Linked DNA regions of Zea mays: region 2 is linked to region 1. Evidence: chromatin contacts called from public Hi-C data. All regions are on one chromosome and are shown on one strand. The core of a region is the stretch at or near the end of the contact, and the rest is flanking DNA. Distances in the headings are between cores, read along the strand shown.

Region 1 (4,207 bases), core at 1,069-3,568:
GTATCAGTATACCCAGCCTTGCTTGTGGCATAATTTTTGTAGGTACGCTTCAGGATATGGTTGATGGTGTAACTTGGCCTACCACCATGCCACCGGGTTGGACGATCGAGGGGGATGCTGCTCCAATAGGAGAGGAGCAGGAGGAATAGTGGCCAGACCTTGCCCTATCCCTCACTTTCGACGATATCGATTATCCGCTTCAGTTTATTTTGTGAACTTTTCTCAGCTACTTGAAAAACTCCGATTTATGTAATAACTCCAGTACTTTAATTTGAGGTTTCCTATTTTTATTGTATTTCTTATGTGACTCACCTTCGAGTGAGGTTGTGGTATTTGATCCTGGATAAGTGGCTTTATCAGACTAGATCTGAGGGACTGACAGGTTATTCCGATTTAAGTGTGTTGCGGCCTTTAAGGCGTGACTTGGGCACTTAAGCTGGAATAATTCGGGCGGTTCTGCCACACAAATATCTTGCCTTTTTCAATTTGATTTCATGTTACTAGGATTCAGTGCAGTAGTTTAAGATATATAATGTTTTTTCTATTTTTGAATGATTTTTTAGTACTATTAAACTACATATGTTTCTTATCACCTGGCTATTCTGTATTCGATGACCATCCCAAGAAACTATGCTCAAATTATTACTAGCCAAGCTTTCTGGGTGCAAATATCTTCCCTTTTGAGTTTGATATCTTGTTACTAGAATCCAGTGCAAAGGTTATTTTTCTCTCACCATCATTTTGTTTCTCCGGTGTAATGGTAGAGCAGAAGTGTGGTTTTGCTAATTGTTGAGTTGGCCTTTTTTGTTTCAGCTTCCATATGAAGTCATGACACCTCTTCAAGCAGCAGTTGCCGGTGTTCAAAAGGTATCGTAGTTTAACACACAAGCTATTGTGGTTTGTCAAAAAAAGAATAGTAGCACATCTTGCTGTTATCATACCACTTTTATTTGCTGAAAGGAAAATGTTCCAAATAGAAGGTGAATGTTGAGTTGTAACTCATTTGTATTTTTTCAGTGTTTGGTGGGGAAGTAAAATATTCTTCTGAAAGTGTTGTGGAGTTCCTGTTTCGAATCCTAGTTTGGTAGATACGATACCTCTGCATGTAGGATCTCAGACTTACTATTGCCGCTAATACACATCCTATGCTCGCTGAACTACTACAGAGATGATGGCAGAAAGATCCTACTCTAAGACCAACCTTTGCACAGATTGTGGATACACCGAACTCTATAAACGAGGTGTGCATTCACACAAAGAACTACATGCATTTACCCTTCTTTTGGTTTCATCTTATTCTATATTTTTTCACACGCTATATTGTAGGTGGTTCGGAGTTCTTTGCATCACAAGAGGCATCTAGGTCGATCTCACTCTTCTTCGTATTCATGCCTGCTGCGCAGGATGGCACCATAGCGCTGATGGAGTTGGACGATGTCATCAGGCTCGACTGGGTGTGGATGGGATGAACTCTGCTCGTGTTGAAGGAGAGAGAGAGATCGTGCTTGGCTTGCGTGAGACCATATTCCGGTTCATATTTTTTCATGGGTCATGTTAATTATTATGTCATATTACACAACTTCAGATATTTATGTCTTTGTGAGAGAAGTAACAAAATAGTTTCACTTCATGGCTACTCTCGGATGTGTTCATGCCGCTGCCACTAATTGTATAAGTGTAACATTGTATTTGTTAGCAAACAATTTTTGATGTTAGCAAACAATTTTTGAGACATTAAAGTTGGTGATGATATAAGTGTTATTCGTTTGTATGTAATTGTTGTGCACTAATATTTTGCTGAATATTTTGTGTGCCGTGGCATATACTGACATACCTAGTGACAGCAAGAACAAACGTGAGGAGAAACCTAGGCTTGAGTCTAAGAAATTGTGTTATCACCGAGTCGAATCAGAATTCAAGCCGAAGTGAGTCATACATTTCTGCGCTCGCTTTTAAGGTTAAACATGTTTATTTGTGGATTAATGTCTAGTGTGAAATGTTTCTGCAGCTCCAAATATATGGATTGCAGTGTCGTTTTGAATTCCAAACTAGAGTCGTTTTCCTAGTCCTAGCTACCTTCCAATGTTTACATCCATGTTTTCATGCATATCCGAATCTTCATCTGAAAATGGAAAATGATCAAGCCTGTTTTTATCTGAAGCCCATCTGCTTATGCGAGGAAGCCCAGCTCGCTCGGCCCACTTTTGCAACATCCACCTCGCCTGCTCCAAACCCTAGCCCATCCGACGGCCACGAGACTCCCATCGTTCGGATATAAGTGCCCCTCCAACCGAAAACCTGTCCTTCTCCGCGCACTCCACCCCACTCGCCGCCGCCGCTGCCACCGCCGCTTGCTGCCGCAGCCGCCATGGGTGAGCAAATGTTCTGTGGTCTCTCCGTGCAGGCGAACCTTTGCGCGTCGTCTCTCTCTGATAGTCTGTTCGTCGCGCAGGGGCGTACAAGTACGTGTCGGAACTATGGAGGAGGAAGCAGTCGGACGTGATGCGCTTCGTGCAGCGCGTGCGCTGCTGGGAGTACAGGCAGCAGCCGTCCATCGTCCGCCTCACCAGGCCCACCCGCCCCGACAAGGCCCGTCGTCTCGGCTACAAGGCCAAGCAGGTAGGTCTTCTCGCCTGCCGCTCTGTTCTCTTGCCTGCCGCGAGATAGTGATGTAGAAATAGGTTGGTGGAGGGCTTGCAGCCATTTAGGATTTGATCTGCGCAATCATATCACCGTTTGCTGGTTTGTGTTTATAAGATTTTTACGGCTGTGGGCGACCATTTCTACTGTAATAGATATACGATAGATCGTCGTCAGTTTTTTGTTTGCGAAATGTAGAACTGCTTTTGGTTATCACTCCGACGTACGCCGTCCACTACTACAATACAAGCATGCAGCTGAGCCTATGTTTGGGCATGGTTAAGATTTTTGGATTGGATATTTAATGCTTGAATTTAGATATAAGATATTGTAGCTACTTGTTGTGTTGGAATTATTTGAACACAACTCAAAAGTGAGTTCTTACGATTGCTGCATATGATGGTTCATCACATCTGGACCATAAACTTAATATCGTTTGGTGTGGGTTATTTTGTAGTCATCAGTAATTTTGATATCTGTAGTACACAAAATAAGTCTTCATTGGCCACTAGCTGAGGACATGAGCATAATGTAAATAAATAAATAAACGGTGTTACATTGTATCACCATGTAAAAATCAGCCAACCATATTGTGATTAAGTGGCTTAATTCATGTTAGCCTAGCCTTTTTTTTTCACACCAGGGTCTTGTTACGGGTCTGTTTGGTTCGTGACTAACTGCGTCACACTTTGCCTAAGGTTAGTCGTTCGAATTGGAGAACTAACCTTAGGCAGAAAAGTTTGGCAAAATGTGGCAAGTTAGGCAGCGAACCAAACAGGCCCTTACTCCCACTGTGGCAAACTATTAAGATGTTTTGGCATCTCTAGATTCATAACTTTTACGTCGAATCTAGACATAATATATCCAGATATGCAGCAAAAGTTACCAATCTAAAAGGCCAAAAATGTTTTATAATTTGGAACGAAGGGAGTAATAATTTTTTGGTGTATCTGTGTATGATTTTTGAGAAGACTGTTAGTATGCTATGTTGCCTTGTTTGCTTCATCTTACAATTGCAGTTTGAGTATATATGTCCTGATTTTGTCTGACGTTGTGTTGTGGTAATTCATCTTCAGGGATATGTTGTCTACCGTGTCCGTGTGAAGCGTGGTGGCAGGAAGAGGCCTGTGCCCAAGGGTATTGTCTATGGCAAGCCCAAGCACCAGGGTATCACCCAGCTCAAGTTCCAGAGGAACAAGAGGTCTGTCGCTGAGGAGAGAGCTGGACGTAAGCTTGGTGGACTGAGGGTTCTTAACTCCTACTGGGTGAATGAGGTACATCGGATTGTAACATGAACACTCCTCTTTAAACATACTAGCTTGTTTATATCTGTCAAATTTTTTTTCTAATTGCCTGACATGCCCATATCTCCTATCACAGGATAGTACCTACAAGTACTTCGAGATCATCCTTGTGGACGTTGCCCACAAAGCCATCAAAACCGACCCGAGGATCAACTGGCTATGCAACCCTGTGCACAAGCACCGCGAGCTCCGTGGCCTCACCTCAGCAGGCAAGAAGTACCGTGGCCTGCGGGGCAAGGGCCACACTCACCACAAGAACAGGC
Region 2 (4,743 bases), core at 1,386-3,885, 160 kb before region 1:
CGCTGCATCGTAGAAAAGACTGTGTAAGCATTCCAAGCTAGATAGGTCATATATCTTCAATTCTGATAGTAACAGGTCCAGTAGTCAAAGATTGTGTAAGCATCAAAGCTAGATTTTTCTTCAACCCTAGCATGGAAAAAAACTTGAATCGGACAAGCAAGTGAAAAAGATGGGAACTAGGGCTATATAAGTAATGTATATTCTCGTCGCCAGCAGGAACGACAATGATGTTAGCATACTGTGTCAATGCACCATTACTAGGTTTAAATGTGCGATGGGACTGTGATTAAACCTGATAAAATTTCAGCTTATCCAATCATTGTATGTTCCTAAATAGCAACTGGAAGCAACCTGTAGTAAAAAGACCCACCCGAAAACGAAAGCTCAATTGCCCTGATTGTGATTTCATATCTTTAAAGCTATGCGCTGACTTGGAACTTGAAGCGTTAAGTGGTCTATATGGGATTAATTTATTTGTTTCTGAAAAAGGATTATTACAAGGTCATAATCAATCAGCTGTCTTGGGTTGTGGAAGTTCTATTGACGAAAACCTCAATGAAATACCCCTCACCCCCTTCCCAGGTTAACATTTAAACAATAGATAGAAAACAAAAAAAAAGGAACATGGCTTAAAATACGAACATGAACTGCTAATCCGATTTGATGTGCAAGTTCTGAAAGAAATCTTTCAGTTTACATTGCATGACCAGCACGACACATGTTCAAGGTAACTGCCAGACTATCTTAAGTGAAAAGGCCTCACTTTTCTCAGGTGGATTGACCTAAAACCAGATAGCCTTGAAACTAGACCGTTTGATCACAATTTCTTGACGCGTTGAAGAAAACTGTTAGGGAAACACTGAATGAAAAGTGGTGTCCAGGTAGGATACTTGGGCAGCCATCCAACCAGAAAAGGTATGGACGGTTTGGTCTAGAGCTTCACCCAGGCACAAGAAATTGGCTCGGTAACAACCAACACATTCTGATTCATGATCAGAGATGTTGACCATATGGAAGCAAGTTCAATTCATCCACAGCCATGCTTGGACACTCCAACCGAGGTCAAATATAGTAGACTGTAGACCTGCTACACGAGGACTTGGCCCAACCTTATCCAATTAACCCACCACCTAGGAACAACAAAAGGATGACCACCATTACCAGTGGACATGAGGCTCATGACAAACCGTTGACTTCTCCATTGGGTAGTGTTTCCAAATGTCAGCACAACTGCAAGTGACCATCCGTGACTTAAAATCAAATGCACGTCGCAGAGACCCAAAACGAGAACATTCCTCTAGAGATCAGGGGCAAGCCACATGTCCACCAGCCAAAATGACGAGAACATTCCTCTAGAAATCAGAGGCAAGCCACATGTCCACTAGCCGAACTGACGCCTAACTAACTAGAATGGTGAACACCACACATCACATGGCATGCATTCCCCAAACTCGAGACTAGAATATTACCAAATTCACCCACAATCTCAACCAGATGATAGTATTAGTAGTAAGGGGAAACATGGCAAGAGCACAGCACATACCTTGGCTCGAATTCCTTGACCTGCGTGAGCGTGAGATCCTTCCCCAGCAAATCCTTCCACTTCACATTGCCTTTCACCGCATTCTTACTGCTGTCCTCGCAATTAGCCCTCTTCAAGCAACTCTTGGGAGCCACCGCCACCTCCCGATAGCACTTGTCACCATCACCGACGCCATCGCCGCCGGTTGCCGCCACAGATTCCTCGATCTTCTGGACCACGGGCGGCTTGTCCTCGGCGACAGCGGCAGGGCTCGGGGACCCGGACTCCGGGTCACCGACTGCAACGTCTTTGGATTTGGGGAGGCAGGGGAGGTAGCACAGGGGAGGAGCGCAGTAGCTCTCACAGTGGGAAGAGCTCCTCATCAAAATGGCGAATTGGGGAACTGAGCTCCGAGGAAACCCAGCACATCAACCAAAGCCTCCCGAAGAAACGGATCAGACGAGGACACCGCCCGCCGCCACCAAGAGCGGGCACGGAATCACCCGGCGAGCAGCAGCCTCGACCGCAGAGCAGTCGCTCGCCGCTGCAATCTGAACCTGTTGAATCAAAGAGCTCCAACTGCCCGCGCGCGCCAGCCAAGAAACCAAATCTCCGCGCACGCAGCAAGGTCGAGGCAGCCACAGCAGATCGAATCTTGCACCAAAAGGTCTCCTTTTTCCAGGGACCAGGAGGAGTTGGAAGGGGGGCTGCGAGAGGAGAGAGGAGAAAGGCAAGTGGATGTGGGTCTCCCCTCCTCTCCCCTCCTCTCAACAACGAAGCACAAAGCAAGCGGGGAGACGGAGAGAGAGGAAAGGGGAGGAGAGGAATCCGGCGGATAAAGATCGAAGCTTTTGCTGCACTGCGTTGCCCCTGCGCTGCTTTGCGTTGCCCCGCGCCCCCGCCTCGCCGGTTCGCGGCCCGCCCCACAAGAAACCGAGCAAGCAAGAAAAAAAATCACCCAAGAAACCGAATTGTTGATGGAGGGGAGGGAGTGGCGAGAGGGGTCAAGTGGGGGCGACGGATAAAGACTCGAGCTGTCTGGTCTCAGAGAAGTGGAAATGGAAGCGCATAATTGTGGCGGCCTACGAGTGCTGGAGAGGTAGCATCACCATTTTTCGCTCCAGTGGAAATGTGGTATGGAAGAAGACAAGTGCCGGTAGAAAACGACGTGGGATTTTGTTGCGTTTTCAGCGGTTTTTTGTGAACTGCCTTTCTTTTTGGGGGCTTTCCAGTTCCAGGATTTTTGTTAACTGCTGTGAAGAGCCCTGAACCCCGCCGCTCAGGCAACTCAAGGCATTAAGGCATCCAGGATCCCCTACAACCAGTCTCTCTGTATCTATATACGGAGTTTGTGTGCCTTTGTGGTAATTTTGATGGTTTGTCTTCTCCTAACTTGAACCTAGGAGTATTATTTTATAAAGTCGCGTGACATGGTACTATAGCTAAGATTGAATGCAAAAGTACATTCTTAACTTATTTAGTTCTGTTTTTAATGTATTATAACTAATAATTAGCTAGAGATATCTAAACAACCTAACTAACTAGGTAGATGCTCGTGCGTTGCAACGGTATACAAAATATTCAACAAATTGTTAATGCATAAAAAATAACACCACATATTTCAGTTACACCAAAAAACGATACATTCCCCGCTTGCAAGGTTAGGGCCGCATTTGCTTCCTACTTTGCACCTCAGCGAACAACAAAAACCAAAGAACCATACAGTCCATAGACGCACTTGCACACTTGAAGAGCACTACATATCTCGTTATCCTCCCATACACCTCCTGAACAACATGAGCCTGATTCCTACGCATCTATTCCTCGATGTTGTTCACATTAATAAGGGTCTAAGAGTGGGGATGGGTTGCAACAACATACAAAATATTAATATATAATGGTTACATAGAAACTAAACATATATAATATCATCAATCTCAATATCCTACAATTCCTTTGTCAAGAATCAATATCTGTTACTATAAACAACGGTGAGGGGGCACCAGAGGCCTGGGAACCGCGAGCAGGCGCGGCAGCGGTGGACTGCATTAAACATTGTGACATCAGGATCACTGTTTTATGTTGCCTACTTGTATGTAGATGAAATTCTAGATACATATATTTTACTATGTACTTAGACATGATGTATATCTAGGTGCATAGCAAAACCTATATGCACATAAAAGTCAGAACGACTTACAACTTGGAATGAAGTAGATGGCTTGTCACCAACCTACAATATAAAGGATGCCCGATACAATTGGTTAATAAAAAAATGACAAGGGATGATGCAGGAAACAAATACACTACTTATGTAGCAACAATCAACCAAAAAACATTTTCAACAGATTTCTCTACTGTATTTGCCTGTTCCCCCTTTGCATTGTTAAATGTAGAAAGTATAACCGTATAATAATAGAAGAAAACTGAAAGGGAATTAGGCTTACACCTAGTCCCTAATTAATTTTGGTGGTTGAATTGCCCAACACAAATAATTGGACTAACTAGTTTGCCCAAGTGTATAGATTATACAGGTGTAAAAGGTTCACACTCAGCCAATAAAAAGATCAAGTTTTGGATTCAACAAAGGAGCAAAGAGGCAACCGAAGGCACCTCTGGTCTGGGGGCACCGGACTGTCCGGTGTACACCGGACAGTGTCCGGTGCACCACCGGACAGTGTCCGGTGCACCAGAGGACTCAAACTCAAACTTGCCACCTTCGGGAATTTTCAGAGGCACTCCGCTATAATTCACCGGACTGTCCGGTGTACACCGGACAGTGTCCGGTGCTCCAAGGAAGAGCGGCCTCTGGAACTCGCCAGCCTCGGGAAAACGCAGCGGCTACTCCGCTATAATTCACCGGACTGTCCGGTGTACACCGGACTGTCCGGTGTACACCGGACTGTCCGGTGAACCAGCAGAGCAACGGCTACTTCGCGCCAACGGTCACCTGCAGGCGCATTCAATGCGCGCCAGAAGCGCACAGAAGTCAGGCACGCCCATACTGGCGCACCGGACATTGAACAGTACATGTCCGGTGTGCACCGGACGTCCAGGCGGGCCCAGAAGACAGAAGCTCCAACGGTCGAATCCCAACGGCGTTGGTGACGTGGCTGGCGCACCGGACATGTCCGGTGTGCACCGGACTGTCCGGTGCACCATACGACAGACAGCCTCCACCAACGGTCAAGTTTGGTGGTTGGGGCTATAAATACCCCAAC

The links. A called contact is a pair of places that touch in the nucleus more often than the background predicts.
Region 2: a contact with region 1 is called in a Hi-C map of ear, with 2.2 times the contacts expected there. The contact joins the promoter of LOC100193460 here to the promoter of LOC100282218 in region 1. A contact is called at or near these places in 2 of 25 Hi-C or Micro-C datasets (ear and leaf).

What each region holds. Positions count from the first base shown.
Region 1 is chr7:8,680,543-8,684,749 of Zm-B73-REFERENCE-NAM-5.0, reverse strand. It overlaps LOC100282218 (60S ribosomal protein L15), which reads left to right and starts at 2,318. Exons shown (of 4, transcript NM_001155130.2): 1 at 2,318-2,372; 2 at 2,453-2,619; 3 at 3,717-3,914; 4 at 4,021-4,207. The coding sequence starts at 2,369.
Region 2 is chr7:8,841,486-8,846,228 of Zm-B73-REFERENCE-NAM-5.0, reverse strand. LOC100193460 reads right to left here and starts at 2,635. Exons shown (of 2, transcript NM_001138576.1): 1 at 1,544-2,635; 2 at 1-2. The coding sequence starts at 1,905. It overlaps LOC103631991 (a long non-coding RNA gene), which reads right to left. Exons shown (of 3, transcript XR_002263812.2): 3 at 3,261-3,755.